Regions from separate parts of the Mus musculus genome. Here all the other regions are linked to region 3. Evidence: chromatin contacts called from public Hi-C and promoter capture Hi-C data. All regions are on one chromosome and are shown on one strand. The core of a region is the stretch at or near the end of the contact, and the rest is flanking DNA. Distances in the headings are between cores, read along the strand shown.

The links. Promoter capture Hi-C pulls out the DNA fragments that hold promoters and counts their contacts. Hi-C and Micro-C count contacts between places; a contact is called where the count stands out from the background.
Region 1: a Hi-C map of the G1E-ER4 cell line shows a contact between it and region 3, with 5 times the contacts expected there. The contact joins the promoter of Pms2 here to the promoter of Zfp316 in region 3. A contact is called at or near these places in 3 of 39 promoter capture datasets (cranial neural crest, embryonic stem cells and liver), 1 of 484 Hi-C or Micro-C datasets (the G1E-ER4 cell line), 1 of 115 datasets of contacts at active chromatin or transcription factors (the 230-238 cell line) and 1 of 9 other capture datasets (liver).
Region 2: a contact with region 3 is called in a promoter capture Hi-C map of liver, with 2.8 times the contacts expected there. The contact joins the promoter of Slc29a4 here to the promoter of Zfp316 in region 3. A contact is called at or near these places in 2 of 39 promoter capture datasets (cranial neural crest and liver) and 1 of 115 datasets of contacts at active chromatin or transcription factors (bone marrow-derived macrophages).

What each region holds. Positions count from the first base shown.
Region 1 is chr5:143,906,381-143,911,345 of GRCm38.p6, forward strand. Pms2 (PMS1 homolog2, mismatch repair system component) reads left to right here and starts at 3,621. Exons shown (of 15, transcript NM_008886.2): 1 at 3,621-3,699. The coding sequence starts at 3,677. It overlaps Aimp2 (aminoacyl tRNA synthetase complex-interacting multifunctional protein 2), which reads right to left and starts at 3,459. Exons shown (of 4, transcript NM_001172146.1): 1 at 3,201-3,459; 2 at 169-375. The coding sequence starts at 3,335.
Region 2 is chr5:142,699,226-142,703,944 of GRCm38.p6, forward strand. It overlaps Slc29a4 (solute carrier family 29 (nucleoside transporters), member 4), which reads left to right and starts at 2,876. Exons shown (of 11, transcript NM_146257.2): 1 at 2,876-3,066.
Region 3 is chr5:143,268,357-143,273,398 of GRCm38.p6, forward strand. Zfp316 (zinc finger protein 316) reads right to left here and starts at 1,666. Exons shown (of 7, transcript NM_017467.3): 1 at 1,495-1,666.

The DNA.
Region 1 (4,965 bases), core at 2,371-4,870, 640 kb after region 3:
CACACACACACACACACACATACACACACACACACACACAAGCAGCAGCAGCTCTAGGTGCAATCATTTAGAGAAGAAAGAAAACGAGTGCTTTACTCCACCTCTGAGAACTACAATGCCAAGCCACTGGCCCCATGTTTTGGCACTCATAGACATCTGGTTTCTCACCTTTCCAAGCACGGAATTCAAGTCCAATGTGTTTGTGGCTAAAGTTGTGGGCTCATCAGCTTGCAGGATGTTGGTTACGTCCAAGTCTGCATCTGGGGTGTGAATCATCTTTGAAAGGCCATCGACTGCTGCCTTCAACTCATACAAGCGTTTTAAAATATCATCTTGGCGAGATTCAAGGGCTTGCAAAGAAGGCTCGGATGTTTCCTAAAGTTAGTTTATCACCAAATTAGTTTGCCACCAAATTTCCCCTGTCTAAAAACACACGGCTCAGTATATAAAAGGTGTTTTACTGGCAGTCCTGACAATGCATTCCATCACCCAGACCCCGCTGAAAGGAGAGACCCAGCTCCGACAAGTTGTCCTCTGGCCTCCACATGCATGCTATGGTAGGCGACCTCCTCCCCACCAAACAACCTCCTTGTTACGTGTTGTTCAGGATGACCTTGGGCTTCTGGGCTCATGTGATCTTCCTACGTAGGCCTCTCATTGTACCCAGAATCCTTTACTATCAGTAACAGGCTAGTTAAAAATACTTGGTTTAAGTCATGTATACTTATAATTCCAACATTTGGGAGGTTGTGGCAAGAGGATCAAGAGTTTACTGCCTCAGCTGTTGCATAGCAAGTTCCAGGCCAGCATGGGCTACATGAGACAGTCTCAACCACACACCTTCAAAGACTATGTCTGAATGAGCAGACAAAAGATGGGAGGAGGACAATAGAAAATAATTTGTTTAAGAAAGGGGAGAAAGGACCTCAAGGTTTTAAAAATTATTTTTATGTGTATAGGTGTTTTGCCTGCATGTCTGTCTGTGCGTGTGTGTACCACTGTGCCTGGAGGAGAGCAGAGAGCATAGGATATCCTGGTAGCAGGATTACAGTCAGTTGTAAGTCTCTCTATGGGTTCTGAAAACCAAATCCAGGCTCCCTGCAAGAGCAGAAAGGTGTTAAGCAGTGAGCCATGTCTTTCAGCCTGGAACTCAGGCTTTGAAGCACCCTCCAGTTTGGAAGCCTCTCCCTGGAGCAAGTGATCAAGTCTGAGCACTGCTTTAAGGCAGCACTGGCATTCTCCTATCTTGGTCATCTGGAGCAGTCACTACTGAGAGAGTAACTCCACAGAGAGCCAACAGCTCATCCTTTGTACCAACGCATCCTCTTTGCCAAGTACAGTCTGGCATGCATTAAGAAACCAATCACAGTTGCTATAGGCTTTATTTCGTTTTTCTACATTTATTATGTGTGCACATGTGACTGGAGGTCAGGGGACAGCACAGGGGCATTGAGTCTTTCCTTCCATGTAGATTCCAGGGGTCAAACTCAGATGCTCACTTATGGGGCCAAGACGGCGTCTAGCTGACGGACCACTGATCCATGTCTGCTCTTGTTTTCATAGTTCCGCAGCTGGACAACTGTTAATACCACCAGGTTCTGAATTAACCACTTCTCTCCCAGTGTAGGCAAAATCAGGGATGACAAGGATCAGGAGATGCCCACAGCGGCATCTCTTTACGTATTTATCCAAAATGCCCCATTTTCTATCTGCTGGAAATCTGGGCTGCGATAGATAATCAGTAGAAAACTGAAAGGGGTGGGGAAGAACGTAAAAGGAAGAGCGCGACAACTCCTAAGGTTGGAGGGTAAAGTTTATTGTAGATAAAAGGGAGAGCAGAGGCAGGGACAGCTGGAGAGTCCGGAGTGAACGTGGCCAGCCTGAGCTGGGACGTTGGCATAGCCAAACGGCTTAGTTATGTAGCAGCCAGAGGAGCTAGGGAGAGGGAAGCCCTGCTCAGTTCTGGGCTGGAGATTTCAGGGTAGGGGATGGGGTAAACCAACCAGGAGGCCCTGTCACTGGTAGAGACTGAGGGGTGCTGGGTGGACCTGAGGGCCAGTGTCTGCTTTGATATGTTAAAGGGCACCTCAGTTAGCCATTTGAGACCTAACAAATTTTAGTCTTTAGAAAACGAGATGGTGGGAGGCAGAGGCAGGTGAATTTCTGAGTTTGAGGCCAGCCTGGTCTACAGAGTGAGTTCCAGGACAGCCAGGGCTACACAGAGAAACCCTGTCTCGAAAAACCAAAATAAAAAAAAAAAAGAAAGAAAGAAAATGAGATCAAACAATAGTGATAAGCATGGTAAGATAATTGTTCTGAGTTAGGCAGGCACACACTTCTAACCCCAGCACTTGGAAGCTCTTTCTCCACTGGTGGAGAAAGGGCTCAAGATTATCTTTGGCTGTAAGAATCCCAGGACAGCCTGGGCTACAAAGGCACTGTTTCTGCCCCACACTCCCATGGCCAGGAAACACGAAAAAGGACCTCAACTTACTTAGAAACTGGAGACATCCAAATTAAAACTACATTAGGATGTCTCCATTATCCTGCTGGTAACAGCTTAAACCTGTATAACCGCTTTGAAAAAGAACTTAAAAAGTGGAAGGCAAACCTGCCCACTGGGCCAGGAATTCCATTCCTATACAGGCTATTTATGTTAGCTAGTCTATAAATTCCAGCGCCCATGAGTGAGGACCGGGCAGATAAATAAGCGGGGTGTGGCCAGGAACAAGATCACTCACTATCGTTATAACAAAATCTTGTACAGTATGCCAGACAACAGAACACATACTATGTTTCCAGACCATCAAGATTATATAGCTTAAAGATAGCCTCCACAACCTAACCGCGAAAAAAACAACACATAACTACAGTAAAAGTCGGGACCTCTTGTGGAAAAGTTAAACTGGGAAGGATGGGGCACTAAACCCGTCAACCTGGGTTATGGTAACCCTGGGATCGCTCTGAAAATTCCTCCGAATGAGCATTTTTCGTGTTGTTCACTTTTCTGTGCGCCTGGAGATCGTGACAGGAACCCACAGCAGCACTCATCTAGGAGGATTTTGTCGGACCCGGCCGCAGAAGGGACCGGGACCCTAGGCAGACACAGCGCCGGCGCGCTAGACTGGACGAGGGATAGGGCAGGGTGCGGCGCGGCACGAACGGCGCCTGCGCACCAGGCAGGGGCCGCACGCTCCTACCTGCACGTGGCCCGCGTCGGTGGCGGGGCTGGTGGTCTTGCTGTGCACGTTGGGGAGCCGGTACATGCAGGTTGGAAGCTCTACATGCAGAGGTGCGCTGCCTCCATGATAGGGCTTTACCTGGTACATCGGCATGGTGGGAACCCAAGGAAGGTAGCGGGCGAGGGACAGGAACGCTCAGAAGCCACCCAAGGCCACCTCAGACAGCAGCCGCCTTCTTTCTGACTCTGCTGCTGGCGTTCCGGAAAATGAAGTCCCCGAGCTTTCATTGGCCGGGCTGGTCTAACGTCACCAACTTGACCTTTGAGTTGGCCAATCACCGGTAAAGAGGTCTTGGCATGCCTTCGCTAGCCCGCCCGGAAGGGGCGGATCATATGTCAAAAGCAACCAATGGGTGTTCCAGGAGACGCGTCTTTTCCCGAGAGCGGCAGCGCCAACTCTCCCGCGGTGACTGTGACTGGAGGAGTCCTGCATCCATGGAGCAAACCGAAGGCGTGAGGTGAGCTGGACTTGTGGTCTCCGGGCGCATTCTATAGAGTTCCCGGTATCCCGGTCTCTTGAAAGGACCGGAAGTGGCTGAGGCGCGAGGCGGGCAAGCTCGCGGACTGGACCGGGTCCTCTGTGAGGAAGCTATTTCCTCGGCATCCTCCCGCCACAGGCCGTGCACTTGAAACCCAGCACGAAAATCAGTCGCCGTAGACAAAATTCGTTTCCGCTGTTTGTTTATTTATTGAGTCTTTATTCTTGAAGACTTGGGGAGGGAGGCTTAAAGGCTCACGCTGATCTTGCAGTCAATAGGGTTTTTAACTTTTATTATATTGAGGTGCTTCTGTGCGTTTGGTGTAGTGTTCACAGGCGGCATCATAGCAGTGAAGCACATCTTCGAAGGCCAGCACAGTTACATTCGGTGACAGATTTGTAAATGCAAATTTGCTGTCTGTATTTTAACCTTGTGATTTCCCCAGAGATCCTTTGCAGTTAGAACGAGTGCAAGTGTTTGTTTTGGTTTTTTGAGGTAGTGCTTTGAACTCGGGATCCTCCTACTTCAAACACCCGAGTGCTGTGATAACCAGCGAGGTTCTGTGCAAGGTAGATTGAAGAGAAAAGAGGTTGGTTGGTTTATTTCACCAGGGTTTTTGGAAGTCTACTATATGTCAGACCATATGGAAAATACCCTAAAATTGTTACTGCAAGGATGCACCTATGTTCTGTTATACTTTTATGGGGCATTTCATAGCCGGGAAACTATTTTTATGGTGACTAAACCGTAGGGGAATTAGTGATAGTAGATTGGGACCTTGTCGTTGCTAGACTTCAAACTTCATATGATAGGCAATGAGCACCACTAAAAATTTAAACCTAAAGATTTTTTTCGACTGGATTTGTAATTGTAAAAAGAAATTGGTGGGAATCAAGCCACACCTATAATCCGAGCAGGAACAGGCTCAGCAGGAGTTCATAGTTACCTTTAACGACATAGGGAGTTTGAGGGCGCTCTGGGCTACCTTGGAACCTGTGTCAGAGTGAACAAAACTGGTGGTAGCAATCAGGGTAAACTGGAGACAAAAAGGCGATTACCCTAGGCCAGCCAGGACAGAAAGAGACTTAACCCGTTCGCTGAGTGTGGTCGTGAGGTGGGACTATCATTTGGAGGCTGAGAATGAACTCTTGTCTCAAACATGAGCTCTGAGGACTTTCATCAGAGCAGTGTAGGCAGCATGGATTTGGGTACAGGTTTCAAAAGCAATTATGAGAATAGTTACAT
Region 2 (4,719 bases), core at 1,626-4,125, 570 kb before region 3:
ACAGGCACATGTCACCATTTTTAATGTGGGCTCTAGGGATTTTTTAACTTGAGTCCTCATGCTTGCCCAGCAAGTATGTTATTAATTGAGCCATCTCCCCAGCCTCCTAGTTCTTTCTCTTCTGATGGCAGGTTTCTGCTCATTTGTCATTTCCCAGAAAGCCACTTTACCCTGCTCCTCTGGTTTTTCTAGACTGAGAGAGTGGAAGTCATCTTCTGGATTCTGTCCCACTTCCTATTTCTGTGTCACTTCACACTTTCATACTTCTGGCTTTCCATATTATTCTAAATCCTTTCTAACCATGTACATATCTTGGGGGCTTAAGATTTCGCTGGAGAGCTTACACATGATTGCACTGATTTTCCTGGGTTTTTCAATATAGCGTTCTTATTGTTCCCTGCTGGGAGGCATGTGACATCCGCACCTTCTTGTGCTCCTCAGCCACCTGCAGTGCTTGCTATTGCCACCAACATCTTAGCATGTAAAGCCTTTCTATATTTAGAACTAATTCTTTGGGTTAGATTTTCTGGACCAACAGGGTGTTTTTGTTGTTTTTTTTTTTTTTTTTAAGGTCAGTGTACATTCCAGAAGAGTTGTCCCAATTGACATTTGAACCAGGAAGGGGTTTGTTTATTTACTTATTCAATTTGCACTTCTGGGGATGGTACCAAGACCCTCTTGCTAGGCAGGGGCTCTACCACTGAGCCACACCCCAGCCCCTCACTGGGGGATTCTAGGCAGATGCCATACTACTGATCCAAACTCACAGCTCTCTTTTTACCTTTCATTTTACAATAGCATCACTCTAACCTGCTCAGGCTGGCCTTCAACTCACCCTATAACTAGACTAACCTCAACTTTTGATCCTCCTGCTTCATCCTCTCATGAAGAAGAAGACATTAAAATGGGATCTAGTCTTGTCCCCTTCATTGACAAAATATATCCCCAACTACTTCCTGTCCCTGCCTGATTTCATGTCTTGACTCCATCTCTCTCTCTCTCTCTCTCCCTCTCTCTCTCTCTCTCTCTCTCTCTCCCACTCTCTCTCCTTCACTCTTTCCTTCTCTCCTTTCCTTCCTCCTTTAGTTCCATGGTGGGGTAGGAGTAAGGGCAGGGTCTCTGTAGCCCAGGCTGGCCTCAACCTGCCTGCACTTTCCAAGTGCTGGGATAACAGACATGAGGCACCACACGTAGTTTAAATAGTACTGAGCTACAATCATACCCCCAGAGCTGTAGACTATGCAAAGCCTTGGGGGCTTGCACATTGACATTGTTATAACTCACTGGAGCCTCCAACAGGTCACCTCTGTGGCTTACAGAGTTGTGAAAGAAGGTCAGGGGGCACACACTGTTCCCTGGTATGTATGGTAATACACACCTGTCATTCCAACACTCTAGAGGCTGAGGCACAAGAACCCTGAATCCTAGACCAACCTGAACTACGGTAAGAAGAGACCATTAAAAAAAAACAGACACTTCTAGGAACTTTGCTCTGTGAGAGAGAGGCTAGCAAGATGACAAGAAAGCCCCCAGGCATGGGTAGAACCAAGCAGGCTTCCACGAAGAAGTGGGAATGCAGGCAAGAGGAGGGGTATCCAGACAAATGCATCTCTCTGTGCCTCGGTCCTGAAGACTCCTGGCCCCCATTAACAGGTCCCAGTTTGTAAGGACTTAGGGTACTGTTCCCACTTAATTCCTGGTCTTATCTTTATGGCCCCCATGGGGCATGTGGCCAGGACCAGGGTCAGAATAGGCCCTACTGAAGCAATCAGTGCCAGCCCCAGATTGTCGCAGATCACCTAGAGCTCCAGGAGACTAAGCCTGGCAAGAATCGTGAAGGGACTGAGAAGTGAGGACGGCCAGCTAAGACACCAAACCTTCCTGTATGCTAGACTGTCAGATACTGTAACCTGAGAGTGGAGAGAAGTGGGCAAAGACAAGTGGAGTGTGAATGGGTAGAGGCAGCGCTTATGCTGAAAGCCACGGTCCAGCATAGGATGAGTCCACGCCGTCGGGGAGTGGTAGTGTGGGGGAAACAAGCATGGGAGTGGGAGGCGGGGCAGAGAGGCAGGGCTGGTGTGAAGGCTGTGGGAGGGGCCATGGGGGCGTGGCACAGGGAAGTGATGGGGCGGAGCTAGCAGGTAGTGAATAAGAAGTCATGTATGAGGGCTAGAGGTGAGGCCAGGTAGGTGGGACGAAGTGGGCCCAGAGGAGGAGAGTGGAGCATGTGGGAATAATGGGGGTGGAACTAGGCAAATGAAGTAGGAGCAGGGGAAGAGGGGGATGGAAGAAGGGCCCAGCACGCATCAAGGGAAGCGGGGAAGGAATAGGGGTGAAGAAAGAATAGAGGTGAGGCTAGGGCCAGCGGAGAGGAAGGCAGGGAAAGGGGGCAGGCTCTGTGGTCTGGGTTGGGGCTGGCTAAGGGCACAGAAGGAACGAGGGTGAAGACAGCAAAGAGGCTTGGGGGCATTAGAGTGGGCAGTTCAGAGGCGGAGCCAGAGGCGGGGTCATATAGAGTGAGTGGAGCATAGGTAAAGAAAATGGGGCGGGGAATATGGTAAAGACTGGGTAGGGCCAGGGGCGGAGAGCGCAGGTAGAGATTGGGCGGAGTGTATAGGAGAGAAAGAGGGGTTTAGGGGCGGATTTATACAGAGTGGATGTAGCGTGGGCAGGGAGACTGGGAGACTGAGTGGCCGTAGGCCCCACTGGAGGCCGGACCTGGGTGGAGCCCTGTGGAGTGGGCGGGGTGTGAGGGGCGGGGCCACGAGGGTGGGCGGGGCATCTGGATGGTGAAAAGTGTGGTTGGAGGCGGGACTTGGGCGGAGTCACGCGGTGGGCGGAGCTAGGAGGGCGGAGCTAGGAGGGCGGGCGGGGCGTGGGCCGGGCTAGCTCGCTGCAGCTGCTGCGCCCCCAGCACGCGCTCACGGACCCGGGCCCGCGGACCGGGACACCGAGCAGGACGCCCGCCGCGCCCGGTCCCAAGCCTCGAGAAGCGGGGCACAGCGCAAAGGGTCCGGGCGCGGGCGGCAGGCAGGCAGCGAGGATCCCAGCCTGGGGCCGCCCGAGGTGAGTGTCGCCACGGAGGTGGCAGGGAGACGCCGGCGGGGACCTGTCGGAGCCTTTGTCTGCGGCGCGCGGCCCCAGTCGCGCCGCCTCTCCCTTCCGCCCTCCCAGGCACCGGATGGTTGCCGCACCCCTTGTCCGGGGAGGATGGGTACCCTCGCACAGTGCAAGATCCCCTGCATCCGAGCTGCGAGGGCGGGACGCAGGCTCTAGAAGGGGACAGACGCGGGTGGCCTTGGCCGAGCCGGATCACGGCATTATGTCCTCCCTTGGTCACACCTCAGGGGACCTTGCACCTGAAGTTCCTTCCGGACCCATCTCCTTCCATCACGCCCTTCTGCCCAGCCAGCTTCCTTCTAGTTTTGAAAAAGGTTATGACAGAGGCGGGGCCTGGGCACTGGGTCACGACCTCCGAGTTGCCCCTGAAGTCTCTCTTTGCTGGTGGCCCTGTGGGCCGGGGTCCAAGTTTGATACTGCTAGTGCTTCCTGCGGAAGAAACATCAAGGTCTGCTAGTGTCCGGACTGTGCAGGAACCTAAAGCATGGAGAGAGATGGGCCTGGGCTACCCCTCTGCCCTGCGGGCATCCCAGGCCTTGACCAGTCTGTGGCATTGATGTTACAGTCATCTGTCCCCTGGCACTCAGAGGAGCTGCCCAAAGTAGCTCAAAACCCACAATCCTGCAGCGGGGAGTGGAGCCTTAGGATGCTGAGGGAGACTCCCTAAACAACGTCTGGGCACGGGACAGGGGCATCCAAGGGCATCTTAGTAAACAAGACTTGTGGCTGGAGCCAGAAGTTCAAGGCCCGAGGAGGTTGAGCAGGCTGGCTTTCCAAGTGAAATGTAATTTTTCTGCCTCTTCTGCCGACTGCACATGTGGGGCAAGCAGCCTGAGAGACAATCCCTACAGCATCTGAGAGAGGCCAGTGGTGGTCAGCCGGGTCAGGGTTCAGTTAGAGCTGTCTGGCTGTGGGTTTGGCCCTCCTCTGCCTTTTTGGTTATCTCTTCTTCAGACTGGTGTTGTGTGCCTAGTTTTACAGGACTACTGAGAGCTCGGAGCCCTCTTTGACCCACAGGGTACTTAGGGGTGGCTTGCATCACTATTAAAACGCCAAGTGTGCGTAGCTAAATTTTTCCTAGCAACCACCCAGTCCCTCTTTGTGAAGTACTCTCTCACCCTCTAGGTGGGTGTTTGGTGCCAAGGATGGTCTGAAAACTAAATAAATGTCCTGTATCATCCACAATGCTTTCGTGACAAGCACTGAGGGGTCCGAAGTCAGGAGCATGGAGAAGAGCTTCCCTTCCAATGTCTATCTGTATGCCCTTGAATTTTAATTAAAGTGGATGTAGGAGAGGAGGGACCTGAGACCCTGGATGTTGCATGTTGGGGGCTGGGAAAGGAGAGAGATGAAAGCCATGGGGACAGTGTAGGTGGCAGCTGCCCGCCACGCTGACTGAGCCAGAGCAAGCAGCCTGGCAGGATGCCGAACACGTCCGCCTTCCCGGATGGTGTGGCCTCAGCCAGGCAGAAACCTCTCACGCTGTCTGGGAGACTGCATCATGGGAACCCCTACTGAAGAGGAGCCGGGTGTCCTCCAGGACTGAGCTTCCGTTCCAGGTGGACCAGGGGACACTGAATGGCGTTCCAACAGTGCCCC
Region 3 (5,042 bases), core at 416-2,915:
AAAACAAAAAACAAAAAAAAAAAAAAAAAAACAAAAAAAGCCATGAGAAGACAGGGAGACAGGGCAGAAGCCAAGAAAAGCCTGATGCTCCAGGTGCTCTGACCCAAGATTCAGAACAGAAGCTCTGAAAACCAGTCTGACCAGGAGAAGGTCAGTTCATATTCTTGCAACTCAGGCCCTGGGGGTTCCCCTCCTCCTGGGATATTCTTAGCCCCACTCCTGCCAATCAGTCCCTAGAACGCCTTTCTGCTCCATTCTCCTTAACCTCTCATCCTGGATTCGAATGCAGTGTCAAGTTCACGGCTTCATCAGGCAAAAATCACTGTGTCACTTCAACACATCTTTCCACTCAAGTCCTGAGCCTAGGGCACAGCGCTGCAGACACTCAGAACGGGGTGCTGCACTGTCCATAGAAAGGAGTGTGCAGAGACACAATCGTAAAGGTTAAAAGTTAGGAACTCCAGAAAAGTCCCAAATCCAGGGGATCCACGTAAAGGATGTTTGCGTGGGGTCACGCTCGCGCATGCGCACTTGTGGCTAGTTACCTTCATTCCCGTTCACTAGCCCCACTGACTTAAGACCCTTTTTTGTCCAGAATGTCTTTCCCTGTTCACTACACTCCTCACCATCTGCCCAGTTTCCGGAGCCCCTATTCTCCAGGGTTGCTCCCTGGAGGTCATCCACGACCCCCCAGAGCAGGCTCCTCAACCAGGCCAGCTAGCCCCCTGGCCCAGCCAGTAGCGACAGAACCAAAACAAAATGCCAATGCCACCCACCCAGGCTGAGCAGGTGGGCTGATCCTCGCTGATACCTGCACCTCCTCCCTCCCTTCTTGTGTCCACATAATGCACCCTAGATTCTGCCAACGCGTTCCACCACCCATCTCGGGGGCAACAGATTTAGCAGAGAGAGAGAGCAGTCCAGCCAGCCTCCATTTACAGATGAAGCAGGCTAGGCCACGGCCCCTCAATGTCACAAAGCTGGCTGTAGGGCTCCAGGACAAGGTCTTTCCCTTTTCTTCCTCTCTCTGGGGGATGGGGGGAGGGTACCTAGCTTCCACTTCGCGCTAGGGCGGGAGTAATGACAGCCCTCCTTGGAAGGTGTCTCTCTAGGGGGCGGGGGCGGCTCCGGCCCAGCTCCCGCCCCTAAGCTGGAGAAGGCGGCGCTAGCACCCTGCAAAGGTGCAGTGCACGACGTCCCCGGCCCGCCCCCTCCCACGCTGGAGTCTGTACCCCTCTAGGGTGTTAAGCCATCCCTGACGTGCCGCGCAGGCCCAGGTCGGTATTGGGGGGATCTAGGGGCCTGGAAGATCTAGCTCGTGCAGCTGCAACTCCGACCCCACCAAGGACGGGCCCTGCAGTCCCGCGATCTCCCCACGGACACCGGAGGCCTCCAGCTCTCGAGCATCCATGACGGCCAGCCTTGCCGCCGCCACCGCCCCCAGCGCGCGCGTCCCGCCCGCGCGCACCTGCCGCATCCGCGCGCCCCACTCACCGCGCGCGCGCCCGGGCCCGGCCAAGCCGGAGCGAGACACGGACTCGTGGGGGGTGGGGGGCTGTGACCACCGGGGACTCCCCCCCGCACTACACAAAGTGACGGCCGCGAGCTGCGCGACGGCGGAGGAGGCGGCGGCGCGTGGGCACCGGAAGTGCCGCCCGCCGGCCCCGCCTTGTCCGCGCCCACGAGGGGGGCACTTCCGGTCATGGGGCGTCCCGGAGCTCTGGATGTAGACAGGGTGCTGCTGCGTCGCACCCCCATATGCATGGAGGATGGTTATAGCTACCCACAATGAGCACCCCCTGCTTATTACCTGCTCCTCTATGTTTCAAGGGACCCCTGCCCACGACGTCCAGCCCCAGCGAGCATCTCTTCTCGCCAGACGACAGCCTAAGTCTACCTTTGCCCGTGCCAGGACGTGTCGGGAGCCCGTCCTCCTGTCCACCGGACCCTCCCTGGATCTCCTGATGGTGGAGAAGGGTAGTGACCCCCAATGGGTATTCAGGCAGCGCTTGTCTGACCCTGACATGGGCAAGGGTGTGGCTGGGAGATTGATCCATTCTGGCTTTACTTGTGTGTGCAGGGTGTGGCAGACAGAGGGGCAGCCTATTCAAGGCGTGAGGGGGGTACTGTGGACTATAACAGTCAAATGCATGAAAGACTGGAGATTGAGGCCAGACTGGATTTATGTTCTTCAACTCCCTAATCTGTCATCCCCAGGCCTGGCAAGAATATTGGGAAATAGCCTTGCATGGCTTTAGACAGGTCGAACCTTGACAGTCCATTGATATATTCACGACTACTCAGGGCAGTGCTCTGTAGCTCCAAAGAGCCATCCATATTATGAAGTCCCTGGACCCCAAGCCTGCTGGCCACCTATGCCTGGAGTAAATGCCCTAGGTACCTATAGAGACCAACCCTGGACATGACCCTGGGGAGACCAGAGTTCTAGCCTCTGCCCTCTCTCCCCTCTTCCTTGGCCTCCCCTCCCTTATATTGAAAAGTCTTTGTGACACTCTTGTGCTTTTCTTGGTAGACCATGTAGACTGGATGCTTTAGGAGTCATAGCCTTTCTCATCTTAGGCGAGCCCTAACCCCTAACTGTGGGTTCTCTAGGGACCAGAAACACTCTTCTTTCCTGCCTACACACATTTAGGCACACATAGAAGGAAGCTGCTTGTCTCTCGGTTTTACTAGGATGTGTGTTCACATGTGTGCACATGAGCTATCTCCGTGATGACATTCTTACGCACCCTGGGTTTTCACACAGATGGGTTACCTACCAAATCACCTGCCTCTCTGCAGGATCCCTGGCAGGCTAGAAACCCAGGGAAGGGAAGGGGAGCCAACCTTTCCCTCTGGGAAACCCGAAGGAGGTGATGAATGTGTGTACCTGCCATGTTCCATGCATGTGCGTGTTCCTGCCATGTTCCATGCATACATGCATTCCTGCCATGTTCCACGCATGCACGTGTTCCTGCCCTGTTCCATGCATGCATGTGTTCCTGCCATGTTCCATGCATGCATGTGTTCCTGCCATGTTCCATGAATGCACGTGTTCCTGCCATGTTCCATGCATGCACGTGTTCCTGCCATGTTCCATGCATGCACGTGTTCCTGCCGTGTTCCATGCTGTGCTCCCTTCCCATGTTCTTGGGCCCTGTTGTCAAGTGAGCAGCTGGGAAAATGGAGAAACAGATTTTCAAATGGAGTCCATATGTCTCAAGTATCATGCAGCCAGACACAGTGGTGCAAGCTTGAAGTCCCAGCTACTCTGGAGGATCATGAGTTCAAAACCAACCCAAGCAATTTAGTAAGACCCCCATCTCCAAAAACATTAAAAGGTGGGGGTTGGGGGTAAGCTTACCAGTGCTGGGCCTGACTTAGAATCCCCTCAGTGAGGGGCTGAAGTTGTGGTTAGATAGCAGACTGATTACTCAGAATTCACACCAGTGAGAAGCTGGGGTATGACTCAGTGGAAGAGCATTTGCCTAGAAACCACTGCTGAGGATCTGGGAGCATGCGGTACCGAGCTTACGAAAGGCTTTGGATTCCATCCCCAGCTCCTTTGAAAACAAAACAGAACAGAACAGATAGGACGTTAGTTAGTATTGCCTGCTGTGGGCGATTGGAACTCCAGTGGAATTCGAGGCTACTTTTTTGGAGGGGAAGGGAGTAAAGAAAACATGTATTTAATTCACAGTTTTGGAGACTGGAAGTTCAAACAGCATGGCAGATTCTAGTGAGGGATCCTGGCTGCATCACACTGTCAGGGGAATGTGTGTGTGTGTGTGTGTGTGTGTGTGTGTGTGTGTGTGTGTGTGTATGTATGACTGGCTCAAGATAGTGTGATGGCTAATCTTGAGTGTCAAGTTGAGGCACTTAGGAAAAGAGCTCTCAGTTGAGAAATTAGCTCCATCAGATTGGCCTGTGGGTATGTCTGTGCATTTTCTTGATTGCCAATTGATGTGGGAGGGCCCAGCCCACTAAGGGCGGTGCCACCCTTAGGCAGATGGACCTGAACCGTTTAGAACAGGGTAGCTGGACAAGACTGTGAGCAGCCTTCCTCCATGGTTTCTACTTCCTGCCTCTAGCTTCCCCCTTGGCTGCCCTTGATGACAGGCCGTAAGCTGTCAGCCAGAATAAATCCTTTCCTAAGATCTTTTGGTTGGAGTGTTTTGTTACAGCAGTAGAAAAAGTAGCTAAAGCAGGCAGCCTCACTACAGAGCCCAGGGTGGTCTTGACTTCGAGATCCTCCTGCTCCTTAATATCAGGATGTCAAATAACCTTCCGCCTGTCCAGTGCTGCTTTCCGCCTGAGCCGGGATGGAGGTATGCCCAAGGCTTGCCAATCACCAGCCTCCCTGTAACATACCGGACAGGCTCGAACCCCAGGACGAGACGAGGAGCCAACCCTCTTGATGGGAAACCAAAAGCGGATGATGGGTTTCTGAGAAAGAAGAAAGGAGGTTGATCCTGCCCAGATCACGGATTGGTCCAACCGCCACCAGATGCTTACAGAGATAGGGGAGAGTGGGGATTGGCAGTCTGCCTGGGGACGAGGCCTGCCTAGGCCTGTGCACCCCAAGAGAGCAGAAGCAAGAAACACAGATGGTGGGGTGTTGGGGGGGGGTGTGATTCTTTTGTTAAAGGGCTTGCTGTGCAAGCATGAGGCCCTGAGTCTTATCCCAAGCACCCACGTAAAATGCCGGGCATGGTGGTACACGCTTGTTCTCCCTGTGCCAAAGAAGCAGGGCTAGAAAGATCCCTGGGGCTCACTGGGCAGCCAGCCTAGTCTAATCAGTGATGCTCAGGTCTCAGTGAAAACCTTACTGGGGGTTGCGGGGGTGGGGGTGGGGGGAAGCTGGTAAGATGGCTCAGTGGTTAAGAGCTCTGGCTGCTCTTCAAGAGGACCTGGGTTCAATTCCCAGCATCCACATAGCAGTTCACAACTGTCTGTAACTCAGTTCCAGGGGATCCAATACCCTCACACAGACACACACACAAGCAAAACAACAATGCATATACTAAATAAATAAATAAATA